Linked DNA regions of Sus scrofa: region 1 is linked to region 2. A link is a contact called in public Hi-C data. All regions are on one chromosome and are shown on one strand. The core of a region is the stretch at or near the end of the contact, and the rest is flanking DNA. Distances in the headings are between cores, read along the strand shown.

What was found. A called contact is a pair of places that touch in the nucleus more often than the background predicts.
Region 1: a Hi-C map of liver shows a contact between it and region 2, with 4 times the contacts expected there. A contact is called at or near these places in 2 of 5 promoter capture datasets (fetal liver and liver), 11 of 47 Hi-C or Micro-C datasets (alveolar macrophages, embryonic fibroblasts, epiblast stem cells and 7 more) and 1 of 2 datasets of targeted methods (skeletal muscle).

The regions. Positions count from the first base shown.
Region 1 is chr3:68,682,685-68,688,718 of Sscrofa11.1, forward strand. It overlaps the pseudogene LOC110260121 and the pseudogene LOC110260122. Among named protein-coding and RNA genes, the nearest start is that of DCTN1, 43 kb to the left of the region's middle.
Region 2 is chr3:68,582,557-68,588,523 of Sscrofa11.1, forward strand. It overlaps WBP1 (WW domain-binding protein 1), which reads right to left and starts at 2,150. Exons shown (of 4, transcript XM_003354758.3): 1 at 1,778-2,150; 2 at 732-834; 3 at 436-612; 4 at 1-265. The coding sequence starts at 1,846. It overlaps INO80B (INO80 complex subunit B), which reads right to left and starts at 5,765. Exons shown (of 5, transcript XM_003124991.5): 1 at 5,609-5,765; 2 at 5,185-5,377; 3 at 4,849-4,967; 4 at 4,511-4,680; 5 at 2,482-3,100. The coding sequence starts at 5,666. The coding sequence ends at 2,570.

The DNA of each region.
Region 1 (6,034 bases), core at 2,552-5,051, 100 kb after region 2:
CCCAAGTAGTATCCGTGAGGATACAGGTTCAATCCCTGGCCTCACTCAGTGGGTTAAGGATCTGGCATTGCCATGAGCTGTGGTGTAGGTCACAGACTTGCCTTGGATCTGGCATTGCTGTGGCCGTGGTGTAGGCTGGCAGCTGCAGTACAATTTGACCCCAAGCCTAGGAACCTGCCTATGCTGTGGGTGTGGCCCTAAAGAAAAAAGTCAGAAGGAACTGTGATTTGCAAGATACTTTAATTTTGTGTGGTCATTAAAACCCAATAGGTAATTTAGGTATGATAATATAAAGACAGGCAATTAAAATCTCAAATATTACTCTAAAATCAAAGACATGAAAAAACTTTTATTCATATTTCATTTACATTGTTAGAGATCAGGACCTTACTATAGAAAATACTCAGTTACTATATATGATTGCTCCAGAAAATAAGGAAGCTTCAGAAATTATAAAAGGGGTCAAGATCCATAGTAGGTTTTCATCAATGCTTTTCTAGTTTCAATTCTTCATTCATAGTAAACAAGACTCTAACCTCAGCAAACTTCCCTGGATCCTTTCCAGTCAAGAAGATGGTATCTTTAACTTGTACTTGACCTTGTCTTCCAGTTGATGGTATCTTGTATCATTTCAGTGATGAACCCTTTGACAAGGCCTTCAAGAATATCCCCCGGCTCAGTATTAGGATTCTGATCATCCCCAAATCCTTACATTGTATGTTGTAATTCTTAAAAAAAAAGTCTTTTACCAGGTTAACTTCTGCACCCCCTCCGCTTTCTTTATTTTCTTCCTCAAAGATGGGGTTTTCTTCCCTACCTTCTCAAGAACATTTTTATTCTTCAGGTCTGTTCTTGATGTCTTGCCAGTGCTATTCAGACCTGGACTCAGTTGTATGGCTGGGGTGCCAGGTTTGGAACAGAGCTGGATGCAGTGCTAAAGTCTCACCAAGTCATTGCTCAGAGTCATTGTGTCATGACAGGAGCAGGAGGGTCCCACTTAAAAGGAAATCTGCATCACTGCTTCTCTGGTTAGATTTGGATGAGTGTTGGGGCGACGTGATTGCTAATGGCAGTCTCGGAGGATGGAGGGAGAAAAGGGACTTTGTCTCCAGGTGGCGTTAGGAGTAAGCAGAGGCCTCTGGTCCCTTGCCGTCCTGAGTTTAGACATATGTCATCTTTTGGTTGTAATGTTTACATTACTTAACTTGATGAGATCATCAAGTCTTTCCTTGAAGCCCAGAGTCAACTTGGGATGAATGGCCATTTCCTGAGATTCTTTGTATATCTCAGATACCTGCCTTACCCACTTGAGGTAATTTTGCAAAGGAATGTTAAAGTCAAAAACATCACCCTGAGGTATGAAGCAAATGCCAGTGAAAGCCCTATGTCCAGTGTCATCCTGGAGCCAGATTACAAAATAGAAACTTGGGAATTCCCGTCGTGGCGCAGTGGTTAACGAATCCGACTAGAAACCATGAGGTTGCGGGTTCGGTCCCTGCCCTTGCTCAGTGGGTTAACGATCCGGCGTTGCCGTGAGCTGTGGTGTAGGTTGCAGACTCGGCTCGGATCCCGCGTTGCTGTGGCTCTGGCTGTAGGCCGGTGGCTACAGCTCCGATTCAACCCCTAGCCTGGGAACCTCCATATGCCGTGGGAGCAGCCCAAGAAATAGCAACGACAAAAAAGACAAAAAAAAAAAAAAAAAAAAAAAAAAAAAAAACAAAATAGAAACTTGAATCTGTCACTGTCTCTTCTGCTGGTGTCTGAGCAGAGAGCATCACTGATACTTGACACTTGAGTTGATGTAGGCAGTGATTTTAAAGTGATTTGGATGTGAACAGTCTAAGCAGGTTGGTCTGAGTTTCAGCCTTTAGCCACTATTGGAGGCCCCGGGAAGAATCCGGTAGACACTGACATCCAGCTTCATGTGCAGGACAAAGCTTGTACTCTTGACTGGGCTGCTGTCTTGGCTTTGCTCTCCATGCCTATTAAGTTCCCTTTAATCTCTAGGTTCATTCTTTCTTCCTTTTTAAAAAAATGTATGGCCACACCTGTGGCATATGGAAATTTCTGGGCCAGAGATTGAATCTGAGCCACAACTGAGTCTTATGCCACAACTGTGGCAATGCTGGATCCTTTTAACCCACTGTGCCTGGCTGGGGATTGAACTTGTACCTCTACAGCAATCCGATCCACTGCAGGCAGATTCTTTTTTTTTTTTTTTTTTTTTTTTTTTTAAGGGCCGCACCCACAGCTAATGGAGGTTTCCAGGCTAGGGGTTGAATCAGAGCTGCAGCTACCAGCCTACTCCACAGCCACAGCAACTGTAGATCAGAGCCGCATCTGTGAGCTTCATCACAGCTCAGGGCAACGCTGGATCCTTAACCCACTGAGCGAGGCCAGGGATTGAACCTGCAACCTCACGTTTCCTAGTCAGATTCCTTTCTGCTGCGCCATGACAGGAACTCCCTGAAGGCAGATTCTTAACCCACTGCACCACAGCAGGAACTCTAGGTTCTTGCTTGCTTGCTTTTCTCTAATAATTTGTTGAAGGAACTATTTCTCAGAGTCTATTTTTTTTTTTCCTTAAATGCCTCCTCATGATGTTAATAAATTCCTCTACCTTTCATATTTCCTGTGAATTATTAGTTAGACTAGTTAGATTTAGAAGAGTGATTCTCCAGGTGTGGTCCCCTGACCAACGACATTAGCCTGGGGACTTGAGGGAGATGCTAATTCCTACTCCCCCAGAGAGCCTGGCCATCAAGTTCACCATCTTGGTGAGGCCTAGCATCCCGTTTTTGTGAACTCACTCACTGAAGTAGAAAGGTCAAAATAGCTGGAGTGGGAAGGATGAAATACTGGAGAAGGTAGTCTTGATGGAATGACATGCAGAAATTTCTTTTTTTTTTTCCTAAAAATTAGAAATTTGGAGTTCACATCGTGGCTCAGTGGTTAACGAATCCAACTAGGAACCACGAGGTTGCGGGTTCGATCCCTGGCCTCGCTCAGTGGATTAAGGATCTGGCGTTGCCGTGAGCTGTGGTGTAGGTCACAGACACAGCTCGGATCCCGAGTTGCTGTGGCTGTGGTGTAGATCGGAGGTTACAGCTCTGAAATCGACCCCTAGCCTGGGAACCTCTATATGCCATGAGAGTGGCCCAAGAAAATGGCAAAAAGACAGTAATAATAATAATAATAATAATTAGAAATTTAATTTTTTTTTGGCATTATGTCAGAGTAAATGGAATGAAATGGTGGGTTTTTTGGTTAAACAGTTAAATTAGCTGACAACGTACTTGGGAGACTATGATTGTTAATGGTCCAATGTTCCCTTCCTTTCTTGGAGAAATGAGGGGCCAAGTATTCACTCTCCCTTAATGCTTAGGCCATCAAATCTTTTTTTTTTTTTTAAAGATTTTTATTTTTTCCATTATAGTTGGTTTACCGTGTCTGTAAATTTTCCACTGTGCACCAAAGTGACCCAGTCACACATACATATATACATTCTTTTTCTAGGCCATCAAATCTTGACACTTTTCTAAAAGACATGGTAGCTCAGATATGGAGGACCCTCCTTTGGAGTTTAGGTTTGCCTGTGTACTTGGCAGCCAAGGGCACTTGGCTTAGAAAGATCCTTGGCTGCATCCTTCACCTGCAGCAACAGCTTGTCAGTTTCCCATGAAGAGTAAAAGCCGGGCCTGTTTTTTTTTTTTTTTTACAGAAAAGCCCCTCCTGATCTTAGTGGAAAGGGTCAGCCCAGGACTGGCCTCCTGGCAGGCAGTCAAGTCTTAGACAATTGAGCAAGAATCGATTGGTGGAACTTCACTTTCATGAACTTAGAGAGTAAACACAACCTACCAACCAAGTTGTGAAATCAAACTTTGTTTTCCAAAGCCCCAGTATTTAACATAAATTACTTTAAATCTATCTTGATACTCCTTTCTACAAAATGCAAAGATCATGCATAGTTAACACTCATAGAATTGAACCCCGAAAGAGAATGGATTTTATTATATACAAATTTTTATTATTATTATTTGCTTTTTAGGGCCACACCCATGGCCAGGCTAGGGGTCGAATCGGAGCTACAGCTGCTGGCCTACACCACAGCCACAGCAATGCTGGATCCGAGCTGCGTCTGTGACCTGCACCACAGTTTACGGCAATGCCAGATCCCTGACCCACTGAGCGAGGCCAGGAATTGAACCCACGTCCTCACAGGGACAACATTGAGTCCTTACCCAATGAGCCACAATGGGAACTCCAATATGCTAATTTTATTTATTCATTATTGACGTGTTGTTCAATTACAGTATTAGGTTCAAGTGTACAATTAAAATATAGTGATTCAATACTTTATAGATATAAATTTAAGTGTATACGTTTTAAAAAGTGAATTAAAAAAAGAAAAGGAGCACTTAGATTAACAGAATGATAAAACATGACCACCGCTTGTTAGAATTTTCCGACATATTAACACAATGATATTGGAAATTAATTTTTCAGTGGAAGAAAATCCTCTTTCTCTATTTTGGAAGGTAGGTAGTTGGGCTCCTGTTTTAAATAAAGATATTCCCGAAAAAGAAGCATGCCCTGGAGTTGCTGTTATGGCTCAGTGGTAATGTGAATCCAGCTAGTAACCATGAGGACAGGGGTTGGATCCCTGACCTTGCTTAGTGGGTTAAGGATCTGTGTTGCTGTGAGCTGTGGTGTAGGTTGTAGATGCAGCTCAGATCCTGTGTTGCTGTGGCTGCGATGTAGTCCAGCAACTGTAGCTCTGATTTGACCCCTATCCTGGGAACTTCAATATGCCGCATGTGCAGCCCTAAAAAAAAAGAAAGGGAAAAAGAAAGAAATATGCCCGCTCACTTAAAGTCAGTCGGGGACAGAGTGAAAAGACTGAAATTTACCTATCCATTCTACTCCTGATAGACATTCAGGTTGCTTTCATGTTTGAGCACCTACAAACGGTGTTGTGTAAACATTCTTGTTTGTGTGCCCTGGAACACACATACACAAGTGAAAGTACTTGGTCACTCAAGTATGTGTATTTTCATCTTTATTAAACATTGTCACATTGTTTTTACATAGTGGCTGTATTGGTTTACACCCCCACCAGCAGGCTGGGTTCCCTTGGTTGGATTCAAGCGCATCCCCTTGGGGAGTGGGGGGGCGGGTAGACGAGTCTTGGGAAAAATGAGGAAGCCGGGCATGGGAGAGCCTTGGGTGCCAGTCCAAGGAGTTTAGACGTTATTTGACTGCCCTGGAAAGCCACTGTTGATACTGGACCAGGAAACAAAATGCAAAAATGAGGTTTTAGGAGTTCTCAATTGTGTTGTAGGGGAGAGTGGTGATGGTGGTGGGGTTGGGTTAGGCCAGCAGCAGGATGCAAGTTCAGAGAAGAGGGAGAATATTTGCGTGGAGAAGGCAAAAAGGGGGAACTGAGCAAATGCCAGGGGGCAGAGAACCAGAGCATCCCAGATCTACCAACTCTTGTCTTTAAATAATCAGGCTAGACTATCACACACTGCCAATAGGGGTGTGAAATACTGCAACCCCTCTGGAAAACACTGTGTGTTATTTAGCAAAGATGAAGATGCAGGGAGTTCCTGCTGCGGCCCAGTGGGTTAAGAATCTGACTGCAGGAGTTCCCATCATGGTGCAGCGGAAACAAATCCGACTAGCATCCATGAGGTTTCGGGTTCAATCCCTGGCCTCACTCAGTGGGTGAAGGATCTGATGTTGCTGTGAGCTGTGGTGTAGGCCGGCAGCTACACCTCCGATTGGACCCCTAGCCTGGGAACCTCCATATGCCTCAGGTATGGCCCTAAAAAGACAAAAAAAGAAAAAAAAAAAAAGAATCTGTAGCAGCTTGGGTCATATGCTGCGGGGCAGCCAAAAAAAGAAAAGAAAAAAAATCCTATAAATAAATAAGAAAATAGAATTATAGAATTATATTCATTTAAACATGGATATGGTTATCAATTCACAAAATGCCATTGTTCAATATTAAATGAAAAAAATTAAATCTCAG
Region 2 (5,967 bases), core at 900-3,399:
TAGCGGCAGGAGGGGGGTGTGGGGGCAGGGCTCACCCCTGCCCCAGGCTCACCCTCCTGATGAAGGGGGGTACTCTGGTGGGAGGAAACACCTTCCACATTTGTTCCCTCGCGGTGGGCAGGGCAGCTAGAAGCAGAGGAGGAGCAAGTGCATTCACTGGAAGCTGTCGAGGGGCAGCCTGAGGCTGCAGTGTAAGGAGGTGGTGGTGTGCCGGGGCGGTGAACCACATCCTCATAGGCTGGGGGTTTGAAGGCGCTGAGGAGGCCTGCAGGAAAGAATGGCAGATTGGCTGGAGGCAACCAGGGGTGGGATGATGGTCTCTTTCCTATTAGGGAACAGTGTGTCCTGAAATGTTTGAAAAGGGAATGTGGGATGAGTCAGGGTCCTGGCTTGGGAGGGGTCCCTGGAGTGATCCCAGAGCCTCAGGTCACTCACGAAGGTCAAGCAGTGAGCCAGCAGGGGCAGGACCAGCCCCATGGCATGCCCCGTGGTAGGCCAACAAGTTGATCTCACGCTGCCGCTGCTGTTGCTGCAGCCGGAGTTTAGCCCGTCGATGGCGGAAGGCGCAGCAGCAGCTAAAGAGAATGAGGACAGTCCAGAGGAGCCAGAACCCTGCAGGAGGTGAGGAAGGAGAGTCTTAGACACCGCCCATGCAGAGAAGCGTCCTTGAAGGCTGAGGTCCAAAGGCAGGTGGACAGAAGGACCCGAGGAGAGCCCCCTTAGAGACTCACACCAGAGCTCATAGTAGTAGGTGCAGCAGCCGGTCTCCCCGCAGCAGTGACCACTCTCACAGAGGTAGGGCTGGTTGTTCACTCCTGGGCACAGCTCTCGAAGCTGGGAGCAAGGAGGCACTTGGAGCCAAGGGAGATTCCAGCCCAAGGCACTGTCCACCCCCACCCCCTACATATACAAACACAATCCCACCCTGTCAATGGAGTAATCTATGGGGCGGGGGATAGTCAAGTGTCAAATATCTGAAGGGCTGCCAGCATAGAAGAGGATTTGGAATAGCAAGAATCAGTCTAGAGAATAAGCTGCAAGTGGTGGACATTCCGAGGGGTAGATTTCAGCTCTGCACATAGGAGACTTTTTTCATACACACGTCTGACTCCCTGGGGTGTTTGCTGCTAAGGGAGTGTTTTGGTAGAAGTCAGAAGACAGTCTGAGCTATCTTAAAGTCTCAAGACAACGGGTAAAGGGTTTAAGGTAGTTTCCAAAGCTAAAATGTTTTCCTCATTCCCCATAGTCTGCCAGTCTCCACCCCCAAGAGGGATTTTTCCACCCTGGGTCTCAGGCTTCCTAGGGTAGGGGGTGGAGGGCAGTGTGAGACCCAGGACAGGGCTCCCAACCAGAGGGGAATGCTGTGGATGATAAATGATGGCATCCAGGGCGCGAGTCTGGGCTCCAGCTCTTCTCCAAATTGCTCCCTCAAGAGAAGACGCTGCTGGACTCTGTTGTGACAATAGGCACACAGAAAAACATCACAAATAACTGTTGCAAGACAGAGGGAGCTTCCCTGGGGCCTCGCTATGCCCCTGGTCACTGGAGTGCCACTGCAAACTTCCACTGCAGCCAAGAGATGGGGTTTATGAAGCTGCAGGCAAAGTCAACTGCGTCTATGTTAAAGTTTAGACAAAGAGTGGAAGGGGCATATCTGGGAACTTCACAGTACCTTTGTCTCCGTGAGTTCCTCCCCACCCCACAAAAGGAAGGGACAAGGAAACAGGAAAAAGAAATAAATGGCTGTCGCGATAGGTTTTTGGAGCTGTTGGGATACCTGCTGTTGCGGCACTCGAAGTGCCCCCCAGGCCTCCTCGCTTCCGTTCCCGCCGCTGGCACGAGCCATGCCTCCACCTACAGCCCCCTGAAAACCACAGCCTCCTCTACTGCCAGCTGCCCCGCCCCTGCCACCTCTGCTGCCACCGCCATGGTCCCTGCCCGGCCCATCTTCTCTGCCGCCACCATCACTCCCCGACCGGAGATTCCATCCAGCGAGAGCTCTGCCAACTAGCACCTAGGTTGTTCCGTCCTACCAATCCGCGTCACCCTTCGACAGACCAGCCAATGGGAACGATCACAGGCTTATCCCTGTGACCAATCTACAGCAGCGCCTCCGCCACTCTCCCAGACGACAAGCGCTTGCACAGACAAAGAGCGGGGTAAGATTCGACCCATGGCCCTGAGTGACAGCGACGACAGCCAATGTGAACAACAGAACCGGCTTTGAGTTATCAGCCAATGAATGGCCGCCCGGGACAGCAAAGTTCCCGCTGATTGGCTTGAGCTCTATTTTCGGGGTGACGCCAAAACCCTGACCACTCCAGGTAATCCCGCTGGAAGAGGCGGGGTCCCAGCAGCCCACCCGGAGTCTGGCTGCTTAGCGGCTACTGTTCCCTGGAGTCCACGCAGGCTCCGATGGGGGCAAGATGTGTGTACAGGGAATTGGCCTGCCCATACCCCGTTCCCCCAATTCTGTACAAGTCAGGGCACCGGATGAAATTTAATACGGTGAGGAAGACACTGAAAACAGGGGACAGAGAAGGCGCAGAGTCCGAGTTGGGTGAAGGCTTTAAGTAGCCAAAAGTGGGGATCCGGGGCCCTCAGGTCCACCCAGCCGCATCTGCAGGTTGATGCGGTAGCACTGAAGGCTGCAGAGTGCTTGGCCGGTGCGGGAGCAGGCGTAGCGTCGCGGATGGGGGCAACCGGGGACAGAGCATCGAGGAGGAGGGCCAGATGGGGATGGCCGCTGAGACACAGGTGCGGGGGCCGGAACGCCAGGTGGGAAGGAAAGGGTGGAACCCTGTGCCCCGCTACTGTAGCGCACCATGGGGGCCGGGGCTGCAGTCCGCCCTCCCCGCCGCTCGCCCCGCGCAGCCCCTCGGCCTCCTCGCCCGCTGGGCGCCGCAGTCTTGGTGAGGCGCTCAATAGTCTGGTTCTTGTGCTCCTCTGCCCGCCGAGCCGCCTGCAGCCTCCTCTTCCGCGCCCGCTCCTCACGCTTCAGCAGCATCTCCTCTGTGAGAGCTGGGGCCGGGCAGCCCCCAGCCACAGGTAGTGACAGCATTGGGGAAGGCTGGCTCCGAGCCTTCTGCAGCAGAGCTCTCTAGGGAGAGCCAGATGAGAGGATGTCAGAATAGGGGGAAGAGAGGTTTGAGTGGGGCAGAGGCAAGAGGGGACATGGAAAGTGGGTCTTGAGAGCAGTCCCTGAAGAAGGGGTGGCATGAACACCCTCTCCAGGAGCCCTTCATACTGCCTTCTCCCAAGGTCTCCAGACTTTCAGCTTTAGTTCCTTGACTCTACTTGCATTAGTAATGTTACCTGCCTGCCCTGCGTACCAACACTCTGTAATAGCTCTCGGGAGGCTTTTTTGTTGTTGTTTTTAAAAAAATCTTTTTATCTCAGTGAATAGCATCAACTGGATAAATGCTCAACCCTCAAACTCAGGATTAACACTGATTCCTCTCCTTCCCCCAACAAGTGTCTATTTCCTAAACATCTCCAGAATCCATCTGATTTTTTCCATCTCCACAACTTCATCTTGGTTCAAGCCAACACCACCCCACCTCAACCTGCACCCCAACTCTCTGCACCCTAGGCAAGTGGAAGTTCCTGAACACAGTCAGCAGTTGCAACTGGCGCCACAGCTGCGGAAACAGGATCCTTAACCCACTTGAGTCACATGAGAACTTCCCTACACACCATCTCTTACTTGACTACTCAACCAGCTTCCTACCTGGTCTTGTTTCTATCCCTTACCACCACTAAGAAACCAAAGTAAACTACTGAACTATAAATCAAACATTTCACTTCTATACAAATAATCCTTTCATGGTAGTCACAACTTAGTCGTCTCCTTGACCATTATTCCACTCTGAGCCACTGCCCTTGCAGGTCTCCCTGCCTGGAAAGCTCCTCTGGTATTAGAAATGTTATCTCTTAAGAGAGATCTTCCAACACTACTACCCTCTCTAATGTTGTTTCTTTTCTACTATTTTCTATTTCATCACCCTATTTTCATTATAACCCTTACAGGGTTTTTTTGTTTTTTTGGGGTTTTTTTGGTCTTTTTGCCTTTTCTAGGGCCGCTCCAGCAGCATATGGAGGTTCCCAGGCTATGGGTCTAATTGGAGCTGTAGCTGCAGGCCTACACCAGAGCCACAGCAATGCGGGATCCGAGCTGCGTCTGTGACCTACACCACAGCTCAGGGCAATGCTGGATCCTTAACCCACTGAGCAAGGCCAGGAATCGAACCTGCAACCTCATGGTTCCTAGTCGGATTCGTTAACCACTGAGCCACGACGGGAACTCCAGCCCTTATAGCTTTTTGAAATTACTTATTTACTGTTTACTTATTTACACCAACACAGACACATGCACAAGTGCCAGTTCCATGAGAACAGAAATCTTGTCTGTCCTTCCACTGCTGATATTCTTGCTGCCTAGCAAAGTTCTTGGAACACAGAAAGTTCTCCATGTGTATTTGGTAACTGAATAAAGAATGAACCAACTTACCTGTCGGGCAGTGAGCAGCCGTTCATTGATTTCCTTCTTGAGATCTCCATTGTCATCAAGCTCCCCCTTCTCCAAAGCATCCAGCCACCTCTGTTCCTCCTCTTCCTCCTGACCCCCTAGGCTCCCGGACAGGTCCCGAAGTGGGGAGGGGGACAGATTACTGTCTTCATCTGGAAAGGAAAGGTGGAGAGCTAAAGTAGAATTGTTCAGATGGGGAACCCAATTCGGCCAAGTTAGTACTGGGACACTCAAAATCCTCACCTTCCTCAGAACAAACCTCCTTCCCTTAACCAGATATAATGAGAAACCCAATTTTTCCACCTCCAAATCCTTCTCACCCAGCCAGGCACGGTACTGCTCAAGGGGAACTCCTTCCATAGGTTCCTCTTCGTTGTCCACAACCATAAGGGGAGAAGGTGAGCGAGGGCCCTCAGGGATCACAGTGAAGGTAGGAACACTGCAGAGAAGCAACAACTCTGTAAGCTGAGCAATCAATTGTCTCTCCCTGCTCAATCCGTCCAGCCTTCCCTACACCCTTTTGGGTTCTTGCTCCATTAATCTGGGCCCTGAAGTCACAGTGTCCATTCTCCGTCTACTAGAAAGCCCAGCCAGCGTCTCCTATCTCTACCTGTTTCTAAAGTCCCCCAGGTAAAACCTTGCTTTCTTGATCTCACCTCTTGGTGCCCAGGACCTGCCCGCCCAGCTTGATTTTGAGTTTGAGCTGGGGCTTAGCAGGAGACGGCTGCGTGGGCCCAGCCTCCTCTTCCTGGTAGTGTTTCTTCTTGTGCTTCTTCTTGTGCTTCTTGTGCTTTTTCTTGTGCACTCCGTGGCCGTGGGCACCTGCCAGACTCAACTCCAGGGCTTCCCCTGCGGAAGGAGAGCCTGTCAACCGTGTATAGCGGGAGCCGGGCAAGGAAAGCGCTGAAGAACCCACTACCCCCGAGGGGTCCTACTCTTCCTGCGGTGTTCGTTGTTACCATAACAACGGCCCCGCCTTTCTCCTTCCCACCTGTAGCGAGGCGCCCAGACATCTCCGAGAAGCAAGAAAGAGATTCCTTTTCTGCGAAGGCCTAAGCTGCTTTATCGACCCGCTCTTACCCGGCTCAGGGGCCTCCATAGCCCCAGAGGTGCTCCCGCGCCGCCACAGCTTACTCATGGGGCCCTGCGAGGAAAGGGGGCTGGAAATAGTCCGAACACATGCAGACACACCTTTTCCGCCCCGCGGAATAACTTAACTCCAGTAAAAAAAAATCGGCTACTTCCGGTGCGTAGCAACCATGCTTGTGCGGGGCACACTTTGCGGCTAAAATTCTCCGGGAGAAACAACAGTCCTTCCAGCAAAAGTTCCGGTATCTCTGAGGGCCGGACCGCTCGAACTGGCGGGAGCTGTCAGCTGGCTCCGCATCGCCACAATTAAGATCAGAACTCAGCGCGGGCGATTCAATTATTGTTACACT